Regions from separate parts of the Mus musculus genome. Here region 2 is linked to region 1. Evidence: chromatin contacts called from public promoter capture Hi-C data. All regions are on one chromosome and are shown on one strand. The core of a region is the stretch at or near the end of the contact, and the rest is flanking DNA. Distances in the headings are between cores, read along the strand shown.

What was found. Promoter capture Hi-C pulls out the DNA fragments that hold promoters and counts their contacts.
Region 2: a promoter capture Hi-C map of embryonic stem cells shows a contact between it and region 1, with 4 times the contacts expected there. The contact joins the promoter of Cacnb2 here to the promoter of Vim in region 1. A contact is called at or near these places in 1 of 39 promoter capture datasets (embryonic stem cells), 1 of 484 Hi-C or Micro-C datasets (embryonic stem cells), 3 of 115 datasets of contacts at active chromatin or transcription factors (astrocytes, cardiomyocytes and large pre-B cells) and 1 of 9 other capture datasets (liver).

Annotation. Positions count from the first base shown.
Region 1 is chr2:13,571,938-13,576,967 of GRCm38.p6, forward strand. Vim (vimentin) reads left to right here and starts at 2,374. Exons shown (of 9, transcript NM_011701.4): 1 at 2,374-3,057; 2 at 3,604-3,664. The coding sequence starts at 2,495.
Region 2 is chr2:14,601,542-14,606,571 of GRCm38.p6, forward strand. It overlaps Cacnb2 (calcium channel, voltage-dependent, beta 2 subunit), which reads left to right and starts at 2,765. Exons shown (of 14, transcript NM_023116.4): 1 at 2,765-3,017. The coding sequence starts at 2,910. It overlaps Gm32741 (a long non-coding RNA gene), which reads right to left and starts at 3,044. Exons shown (of 4, transcript XR_374017.4): 1 at 2,035-3,044; 2 at 1,604-1,676.

The DNA of each region.
Region 1 (5,030 bases), core at 1,124-3,623:
ATAACGTGAAGATAAACAAACCGGTTCATCCATTACCATATCAGCAATAAAAGGAGAATATTCATCAATGTCCCTGAAGCTAAAAAAAAAAAAAAAAAAAGGCCAGGAAGGGACCCCCTTCAGGTGATGAAGAGGAGCAGAGCCTACTGAAGAAGTCATCACAACCTGAGGAATTTGCTGTGGTGCCCACATGGCATACTGCCACACCGTACCACAACCCATTCCTCTTTTTCCACAGTGACTCATTAAGCAAGAGTTCCCTGACAAAGCCACTGCACTGCCCTGGGATCTACAAACTATGTAGGAGGAAGGCTAGCCTCCCTCCTCCCCACAGGGAAATCACTTTCCTCATCCTGAGCCATTCCGAGCAATCTCACAATGGTGACATTTGCTGAACCATGGCTTGAATAAAAGGCTCTCAGTGTGCAGAATGGTAACGTGAGGCACAGGCTAACCCTGGCAGTGCTCTCTGGAAAGGACCCACAGCCTCTCTTTGAAAGGAGAATAAAGAAAGGCACAGCAGGAGAGCTGGGTCCCAGAGAGTCCTGCAGGCAACCTTGACCGCAGCATTCCCAGAACTGACTGAGATGAGGTGCACAAAGGGTTGCTTCAAAGAGTCTTGTACAAAAAAGCTAGCATAAATCCTGCACGTGTCTCTAAACGGCCTTTCTTAATTGCCAGGTAAGCTGGGAACACTCTGTGCTCCAAAGAAAAACAAAAGCAAAAACAAAATACAAGCTCCTTTTCCTTCCCTATTCACTAATGGACCCATCTCCCAGTTTGTTTGTTTTTGTTTCAGTACTCCACAAATCCCAAACCAAAAGAAACTGTAATTTTTCTATCCGTGCTTAATCACAAAGGGCCTAACTTCCCTTTCTTGAAAAGTCCTTTTCCCTTGGAGAACGGAGACCCCTTAGTCTTGCCTAGAAGCAAACGTGAAGCAATAGCCTTGAGCTGGTCATTTTCCCTTTGAAAAGGTGACAGTCGCTGCATCTCAACACTCTGAACCTTTTGTTTTGTGGACAGTTGTCGCCATTTCAAGTTAGATTTCATGATTTTTCTTTGTGGAAAATAGGATCTGTGGCGTTGCCCAGACAAGTCACTAGAATCTTCTCCCCTGCATCGCTGCTCTAAAATCTACAGAAATCTGTTTCTTCAGTTTATCACTTGAGCTACATAACTGCCTTTCTTCCGAACTCATTCACCGAATTGGATTTTTTAGCAAAACCCAATGGTTTCTTGTCCGACTTGCTTATCTTCTAATGCAGTCCACTTTCAGAAAGGCCGAGATCACTGGGCTTGCTTTTGAAATTACCAAAGTAGTTTCCTCTTTCACCCAGAACTTAGGGTGTGGTTTCATGCAGGAAAGAGAGAGAGAGAAAGAAAGAGAGAAAGGGGGAGGGAGGGAAGGAGGGAGGGAGGGAGCTTTTGTCGTCAGGGGTGGGGATGGGGGTAGGGGTGTGTGGATGTGTTTTGTGGCTCTCCCGGGTCTGCAAGAGTTTCTTTCTAAGGAGAACTCTCCACACTTCCCCAACAATCACAAGAACGGTTATTCTCAAAGTTGGTTTAAAACTTCGGACAATGAATGAGCTTAGCGCTCTTGGAGTCTGGAGTCAATCTCAACTAACGGTTTTCCTGAACCGCTAGACGATCTCACCCTCAGGGCTCCATGAGTCATATCCACTGACTCAGCGACCCCACCCCGTCCCCTGGGCTTTACTCCAGAGGCAGTGGCTCCTAATCCTCTCTAGTTGAACTGAGTCCGTTAGATCAGGGGATATGACCACGTCAAACAAGCCCTCTGCAAAGGTCTTGAGCCAGATATCTTGGGCTGTGTGCTTCTCCACCCCCAATCTCGGGCCCTCTTTGTTTCTCTCTCCCCGGCTTCCGATCTGCAGGACTGCTTTTGCAGGCTCTTCCTGCTCCTCCGCTCTCGGATCTCCCCACCCACCCAGTCCCAGAAGACCGCAGATCTGCGACTGCGACCACGCCCCTCCTACCAGCGCGCCTAGTCCCACGCCCCTTTGGCCCAGTGCCAGGGATCGCTTTACTCAACTTTCCAGAGCCCCCCTTCCTTCCCCCATGAATCCTTCCCGCGATCCCTTCTTTCTCAGCACCCAAGGGTGAGTAGAGAGTTCGGGTGATCACCAGGAAAGCCCCTGAAAGGCCTAGCACTTCCAATTAGTAACAGGACTGTGCTTGATACCCTACAGCCCTGGAGGAAGGCTCGAGGGGAGCTCCCTCCCCCACCCCCCTTCCTCACTTCTTTCCGGGTCCCCATTGGCTGGCTCGCTCGGCGGCTAGGATGGCAGTGGGAGGGGACCCTCTTTCCTAACAGTGTTATAAAAGCAGCGCCCTTGGCGTTGTCCAGTCCTCTGCCACTCTTGCTCCGGGACCCCAGAGACCCCAGCGCTCCTACGATTCACAGCCACCGCGCCCTCATTCCCTTGTTGCAGTTTTTCCAGCCGCAGCAAGCCAGCCCACCTTCGAAGCCATGTCTACCAGGTCTGTGTCCTCGTCCTCCTACCGCAGGATGTTCGGTGGCTCCGGCACATCGAGCCGGCCCAGCTCCAACCGGAGCTATGTGACCACGTCCACACGCACCTACAGTCTGGGCAGCGCACTGCGCCCCAGCACTAGCCGCAGCCTCTATTCCTCATCCCCCGGTGGCGCCTATGTGACCCGGTCCTCGGCAGTGCGCCTGCGGAGCAGCGTGCCGGGCGTGCGGCTGCTTCAAGACTCGGTGGACTTCTCGCTGGCCGACGCCATCAACACTGAGTTCAAGAACACCCGCACCAACGAGAAGGTAGAACTGCAGGAGCTGAATGACCGCTTTGCCAACTACATCGACAAGGTGCGCTTCCTCGAGCAGCAGAACAAAATCCTGCTGGCTGAGCTCGAGCAGCTCAAGGGCCAGGGCAAGTCGCGCCTGGGCGACCTGTACGAGGAGGAGATGCGGGAGCTGCGCCGGCAGGTGGATCAGCTCACCAACGACAAGGCCCGTGTCGAGGTGGAGCGGGACAACCTGGCCGAGGACATCATGCGGCTGCGAGAGAAGTAAGGCCTGACCTACGCGAGTGGTGGGGTGTGGGAGGGAGGGGAGTCCTGGGCCTTGCACTGGGGCTGCCACGCCCTTGGGGATGTGGCTGGGGTGGCGGTTGTCTGGAGGATAGCAGAGGAAGCGGGCCCCACCCTGAACCTAAACTTTGCAGTGAACATTTCTCTTTTCGCCTCACTCAAGCACTTCCATTGAACTTTTTAGAAAGTTTCTTAGGTCCTTCTTCTGGGCTTACAGTTACCAGACAGGAGGAAAGAATGGGTGTGAAGGGTTCCAGACAAAGAGATGGCAAAGGCATCTGGGATATTGGGACAGGGGATTGGCTGTAATTGTAAGGGAAGGGCAGTGATTGTCTTTTCCAGTGTGCCCCAACTCCAGCTAACACCTGCAGAGAGCTGCCACCTCGACAAGTTGCAGTAACTACTGTGGGTGGAGGTGTCACAGCAGCTCTGGACTCAAGGCTTGGCGGCATTTGTGGTTGGGTGTGGCCGCCCCGCCCCTGGCGGTTTTCCAGTTCCCCTTTGATTAATGTGCTGCTGCTTCAGATTGCAGGAGGAGATGCTCCAGAGAGAGGAAGCCGAAAGCACCCTGCAGTCATTCAGACAGGTTTGTAGACTTCTTTTTCACATGCAGCCAGCAGCCCAATGGAGCCAACCCGCGAGCGGTTCTAAAAGTTACTTCCCTTAGGTTTTAAAAGGTGCAGAACTTCACGTCTGCTTGTAAAGCCCCCTGGCGGCGGAAAGCGCACAGATTGAAAAACTCCACTATTTAGGGCAGTCTTTGGAACATGAAGGCTTTATTTTCTGCTTCGTTTCCAGATTTTTCTGATCCCCCACACCCCCGAAACATTTCTCCTTTCGTTTTTTGAAACATATCGACATTCGGATATTGAATGGTTACAATTTGATTACATTGTGGATTGTGAAGGTGAAATTGGCTAACTTTCACAAGGTCATAAAAACCACAGTTGCTTCCTCCAGTTGGAAATGTAGAATACTCTGGAGGATGAGAAAGTTTAACTGGAATTAAGCCAAGTTCCCTTTCTTCCTTCGAAGTTCGGCACTGCGTGAAAGTTAGCAGAAGAGTCATTGCACAACCATTTTTGAAATCTAACAAGGGTGAAAAGAAGCCATCTGTTCCCGTAGCTCAAGGGTGTTAAAGGTTTCTATGGGCTTCACTATGGAATGTAGATAGGGACGTTCTGGCAAATGCGGTGGCTCTGGACAGAAAGAATAGGGGCCTTTGTGTTCCCAGAGCAGCTTTGCAACAGGCTACATTCTTATTGAATATGTAATGATGTAACCACAGTTCCAATTGGACACAAGTATTTGCTAACATCCATTATCTTGTGTCTGGGCCAGGCTTGTGAGGTATGCCGTGTACAAAGTTCTTAAAGCTAAAGTCCTCCCTCACATTTGGAAAGGCCCCCTTTTAGGGGGGTTTGTAGACTCATTAGCACCCTCCACAAACAAAATTAAACCCTAAACTGAAGAATGGAGTATTTTATGGAGGGAGGATTTGTTTGTTTGTGTTTGTTCCAGGGTTAGGCATTACCTTAGCATCCCGAAGTGGACAGATGGCCAGTTCAGTCTTGTTTGGAACACTTGTTAGGATCAACAGCCAAACTCTCCAGATGAATGTTCTAAGGTAGCATTCTGAAGGCATTTGCATCCTTAATGGCAGTAGACGAATATGCAGCCCCTTTCAGTCACTGGGCATTTTCAGTCATCACCAAAGGAATGTTTTCTACAAAGCACTGAGTTAATACACACCATCTCTTATTTGTGGACTAAAAATTGTTTCATTCATTCATTTAAATGAAATGACACATTTAGCTGAACTTTTTCGAGAAGGTTAGTCCAATATCATTTATATATTTTTTGATGGCTTAGCAGAAGTCAGAAATGAATGATACTACTATTTAAGTTCTTATATTCTTTTTTAAATTAGTATTTTCTTTGGGACTGATAGA
Region 2 (5,030 bases), core at 1,515-4,014, 1.0 Mb after region 1:
CAAAGTTGGTCTAACATTTTGTGGTCTCCGATGAAAAGATAAAATTCCACTTCCCAAAGGGCCATAATGAAAGAGGATGACAGATAATTAAGTATCCTCTAAGATATCAGGCTGATGCCATGGGAAAACATTACATCTCATTAAACCAGAATACAAATGTCTTCTAACACACCTGAGATACCCATAGTTTTATAAAACAAACAAACAAACAAACAAACCCAAACACTTTAAAACTCATCACTCATATTCAACAAGCATATAAATTAGTTTCTAAGTATGCCCAAAGGGCCTGTGACCTGATCTGTATAGGCTGTGGTCACTTGGAGGCATAAATAGGCTCCTGATTTATACTTTATATTAATTACATATTGAAAGAACTTAGAGTACAATTACTGGGTTCTGAATGTACCCCAAGTGACAAGTGTGGTTCGCACAATACAGAGTTTCCAGTATAGTAGATGTAGTCCCTGAGACTTTACAGACCCAAGACAGCTACGTTTTCTTAAAGAAACAGGGTCAGGAGAGTGAGCATACTGGCAGCAGACCATGATTGATGGTAGATTTTAATTGGAAGTAAATATATTTAATTGCAAAGAAAAACAGTGTTTTTCCAGTTTTCACACACATATATATGGCATGGTCAGGAATAACTATAAAAGCATTGCTAATTGTCATAAATGAACTTAACAAACCCCTAAGCTCCCATGGCTGACATGGTCATAAAAATAGAATCTCATACCCTAAACTCACAAACTCTCTGCTCCTTGCTTTTTTACTTTTTTTTTTTCTCTACAGAAAATTGATACTTTTTTCTTTTTTAAAAAATTAGATATTTTCATTATTTACATTACAAATGTTATCCCCTTTCCTAGTTTCCCCTCCCAAAATCCCCTATCCCCTCCCCCCTTCCCCTGTTCACCAGCCCACCCATTTCTGCTTCCTGGCCTTGGCATGCTCCTATACTGGGGCATAGAACCTTCACAGGACCAAGGGCCTCTCCTCCTATTGATGACTGACTAGGCCATCCTCAATTACATATGCAGCTAGAGCCATGAGTCCCACCATGTGTTTTCGTTGGTTGGTGGTTTAGTCCCAAGGAGCTCTGGGGGTACTGGTTAGTTCATATTGTTGTTACTCCTATAGGGCTTCAAACCCCTTCAGCTCCTTGGGTTCTTTCTTTAGCTCCTTCTTTGGGAACCCTGTGCTCTGTCCCATGGTTGGTTGTGAGCATCCACTTCTGTATTTGTCAGGCACTGGCAGAGCTGCTCAGGAGACAGCTTTATCAAGCTCCTGTCAGAGGTCACCCCCTCCCCCAGGTAAAAAAAGGAAGCTAATACTTAGGTCTTAGTTAACATTAGTAACATGTAATCCAAATGGCAATAAGACTGAAGATTTGGAAAACCAACGGCACTTTGTATATGCTTAAATCTTTAAACATACCGAGATCTGTTTTTTTTTTTTTCCTTCCTTTAAAAACAAAAACAAAAAAATTCTGGCTCAATCCAGTGTATGGTAGACATCTGCTTAATGAAAACAGCTCAGTTTAAGAAGAACACGGTACTGTATTTCATCATCATAGTCAAACACAGTATACAAAGTTTACCTTAGTAAAAGGTCTCTGTGTGTATTTCAGCTTGCACAACTGTTATACTTTGTTTCTGCTCGGTGAGTGCTACCTAGAAAATTTGTATGTAGATTTTTTTTTCAGTGCAAGAAAGGTTGTCAAAGCAAAGCAGCGTCTTATGAGCAATACTAGAACGGAAAATAATTCCTTCTCCTCCTCCTCCTCCTCCTCCTCCTCCTCCTCCTCCTCCTCCTCCTCTCCCTCCTCTTCCTCCTCCCCACTCCTTCTTCTCCTTCTCATCGTCCCCCTCCTCCCCGTGCCCCTCTTCCCCTCCCCTCCTTTTAGTTTCTTTGTTTTTAATTGAAAGCTCACACAATGTACTCTGATCATGGTTCCCCTCCTCCATCTCCTCCCTACCTCTCCACCCATCCAACTACAAGCGAACCATTATTCCGGTTTTACCCTCTTACCAAGAATTTCGGGGTCCTTAAAAACCTGCTTATTTTTGTCTCAACGGTTACACTAAGACTTCTCAACTGCGGGGAGGGGGTGCGCTGGGGGCGGGAACGATATAGTCTGCTAGCAAAGACAAGCTCCTAGCAAAGACAACAAAAACAAAACAGGCCATCACAAACCAAAAAGCTAGGGCACAGGTGTAGTAGAACCAATTGTCAGGTCAGGACCATGTGGGAGGAAGTCTTAGTTCATCACTGGCACTTGTTTTCTGACTCCTCGAGTGCTTTCACTCATGCTTTTGCAGAAGTTCGGGGTCTGTCTGTAGCCTTTTTCGAATCATGGAGAGTTTCAGTTTAGGGTCTAACCCTGTGGATCTTTTTCCTCCTCTGGACTCCAGGAAGAGGAGGTGAACTGAGCAGCTGGGCCAGTTACCTCCCTAGGGAGCTGCGACTGGCTGGCTTTCGTGGCTTCGAAAACTTTCCAGCGCGAGTGCCACGGCGACGGGCCGCAGCTGAGTCGGAGCCCACGCGGCCCGCGCCTCCCGCGAAGAACTTTTCGGAGTGGCGGTGGTTTGTCACTCTCGCTTTCCGACGCGCCTCCCCCCTGGCTCGTGCTCCCGGAGCGCCCTCCTCCTGGCGGGGACCTTCCCTGGAGCCAGCCCGCCCAGCAGTCCCAGCCTCCGCCGCTCGCGGGCCCAGAAGCTCCAAAGAACTGGCGCCCCTCGCCCCGGCCACCCAGCCTCGTGCCTGCGCCACCGCCTAGTCTAGGCTTTGCAACATGCTTCAGCGGCGTCGCGCGCACTGAGAGCCTCCGATCCTGGGGCGAAGAGGAGCGGGGGACCCGGGTCGTGGAGGAGGGGACCCGCAGCCTTGGAGTCGACTTTTTGCCGATGGTCCAAAGCGACACGTCCAAGTCGCCTCCCGTAGCGGCGGTGGCGCAGGAGAGCCAGATGGAGCTGCTGGAGAGCGCGGCTCCCGCGGGGGCGCTCGGAGCACAGGTAGCCACTGCGCCGCGCCTTCTGCTGGCTTTGTGAGCCTCAGAGCCCCGACCTCAGTCCCTCCCGCTGCCTCCTCTCCCTCATCGCGAACCGCGCCTCCCCCTCCTGCTCCGGTCTCCTTCGCCACCTCCTCCCGCCCATCCCGGTGCTGCTGGGGGACCCTGCCCCTGCGCGCCTTCCACGGGCTCTGCTCCGGCTTCCATTTTTTTGTTTGTTTGTTTGGTTGGGTTTTTTTGTTTTGTTTTCTTTTGATTTTGCCCCCTTTGCTTTCTGAAAAGCCAGTGGGAAGGGGCGAGGACGACCTGCCGCTCCTCCCCGGCTTTTCCCGGGCCACGCCGCTTGGCTGTCCGCGCCCCTGCCCTGGAGAAGCACATGGAGAGCCATGGACCAGGCGAGTGGACTGGACCGGCTCAAGATCGTGAGTCCGGGCGGGCGGGAAAGGGATCCGCATCCTGCATCGCTGTTTCCGCCGCTGCCTCTGGTGGTCTCTATTGGGAGCTAGGCAGGGAGGTGAGGTGTTATGCAGGGGTCAAGGTGGGCGTGGATCCCCTTGCCTTCTCCCCGGAGAGCAGCCCCAACCCCCCTCAGCACCTGGGGCGCTGTGCCACCCAGACAGTTCAGCTAGCTGTCCTCTTTCCAGGGTTTGCCTGGACCCTTGTTTCTTTGCTGGAAGAAGAGAGCAGAGTGTTGTGGGTGAGAAAGTTTTTGTTTCTGTTTACCCCGAAATGGCATGCCATTCTAGCGGCTCCTGGGTTCCTTTCTCTGATGAGTATTAGCGGTTTCTGGAAAAATTCTGTCCTGCTGCTCATTGTGAAATAGGAGATGTCGGTTGTAGGCGTGGAGTGTGATAAGGTGGCTTTTACGTAAAGCCTTGGCAGGTACAGTTGGGATTCCAGACACCCCCAGATCTGGGCGGAAAGGAGTTCCTCAACTTTTATTCTTGGGGTAAAGCCTTCAAACCTGACACTTGAACTACTTGGAGAGTGCTGGGAAGAGGTTAGGGTGAATCCAGGAAGAATATTTCTCCTCTGCTTAATGGCTTTGGCTTGCTCATGTCAAGTCCATATTTGCCAGATGGTAAATTGTGATATTTGTATGAATAATAATACATAACATAAAATACACTGGGACGAGGTCTTACTGTGCAGTAGAGGGGTGGGAGTGAGGCGGTCCGAAAAAGGTCACAAATATGTTGCTGCCGCTCTGGTAGACAGCAACAGACAGCAGCATTTCTGTACTGTGCCGATGGTAACCCCATGTAGTATAATTCAAGCTCTGCTGAGCCCCCCACCCATTGTGTGTGTGTGTGTGTGTGTGTGTGTGTGTGTGCACGTTTGCATGCTGCTACTGATTTACATGTGTGCTAATGTGTGTGCAAGCTGAAAGCTTGTGGGTACCAGTTCAGAGGGTAAGTTGCAGAAGGCCAAGGGATTCTCTTTAGATATGTGGATTTCAGGAACTGAATTCAGATCTTCAGGCTTCCTAGCTAGTGATGTTACCTGCTGAAGCCTTCTTGTCGACTCTTTATTGAACTTTCATTGACCACTGGAAACTGCCAGTTCTAACTTAGAATGCACAATTTACATTGATTAGCAATGGGGGAGAAGTATAGTCTACTTGGGCTTACAAATCAGAAGTCCATTTCTTTTGTGGTGGTAAAACAGGTAGGCTTCAGCCAGCCTGAGTTTGGCTCCCAAGCCCAGTGGAGACCTGTAATTAAGGAGAGCCCTCTCGGCCAGGCCAGGTTCTGCCAGAGGAGCGGAATTTGAACCCAACAGGGCTCACGTTTGTTTTAGGCTCCTGATTTTATCTTGATACTTGCTTGCCAGCTGAGACTAGGGTAAAAGATGCACGGAGAGGCCTCTCAGCTGTGCAGAGATGAAGGGCTTGAATATTGAGGGAAGAAGGAAATGGAAGTCTATCTTCTCCTGGAAGTTTCTTCAGTTGTTTTTTTTTTTTTTTTTTTTTCTGTAAAGTTTTAATTCTCGTGCTAAAAATAAAGTTTTTGAAATC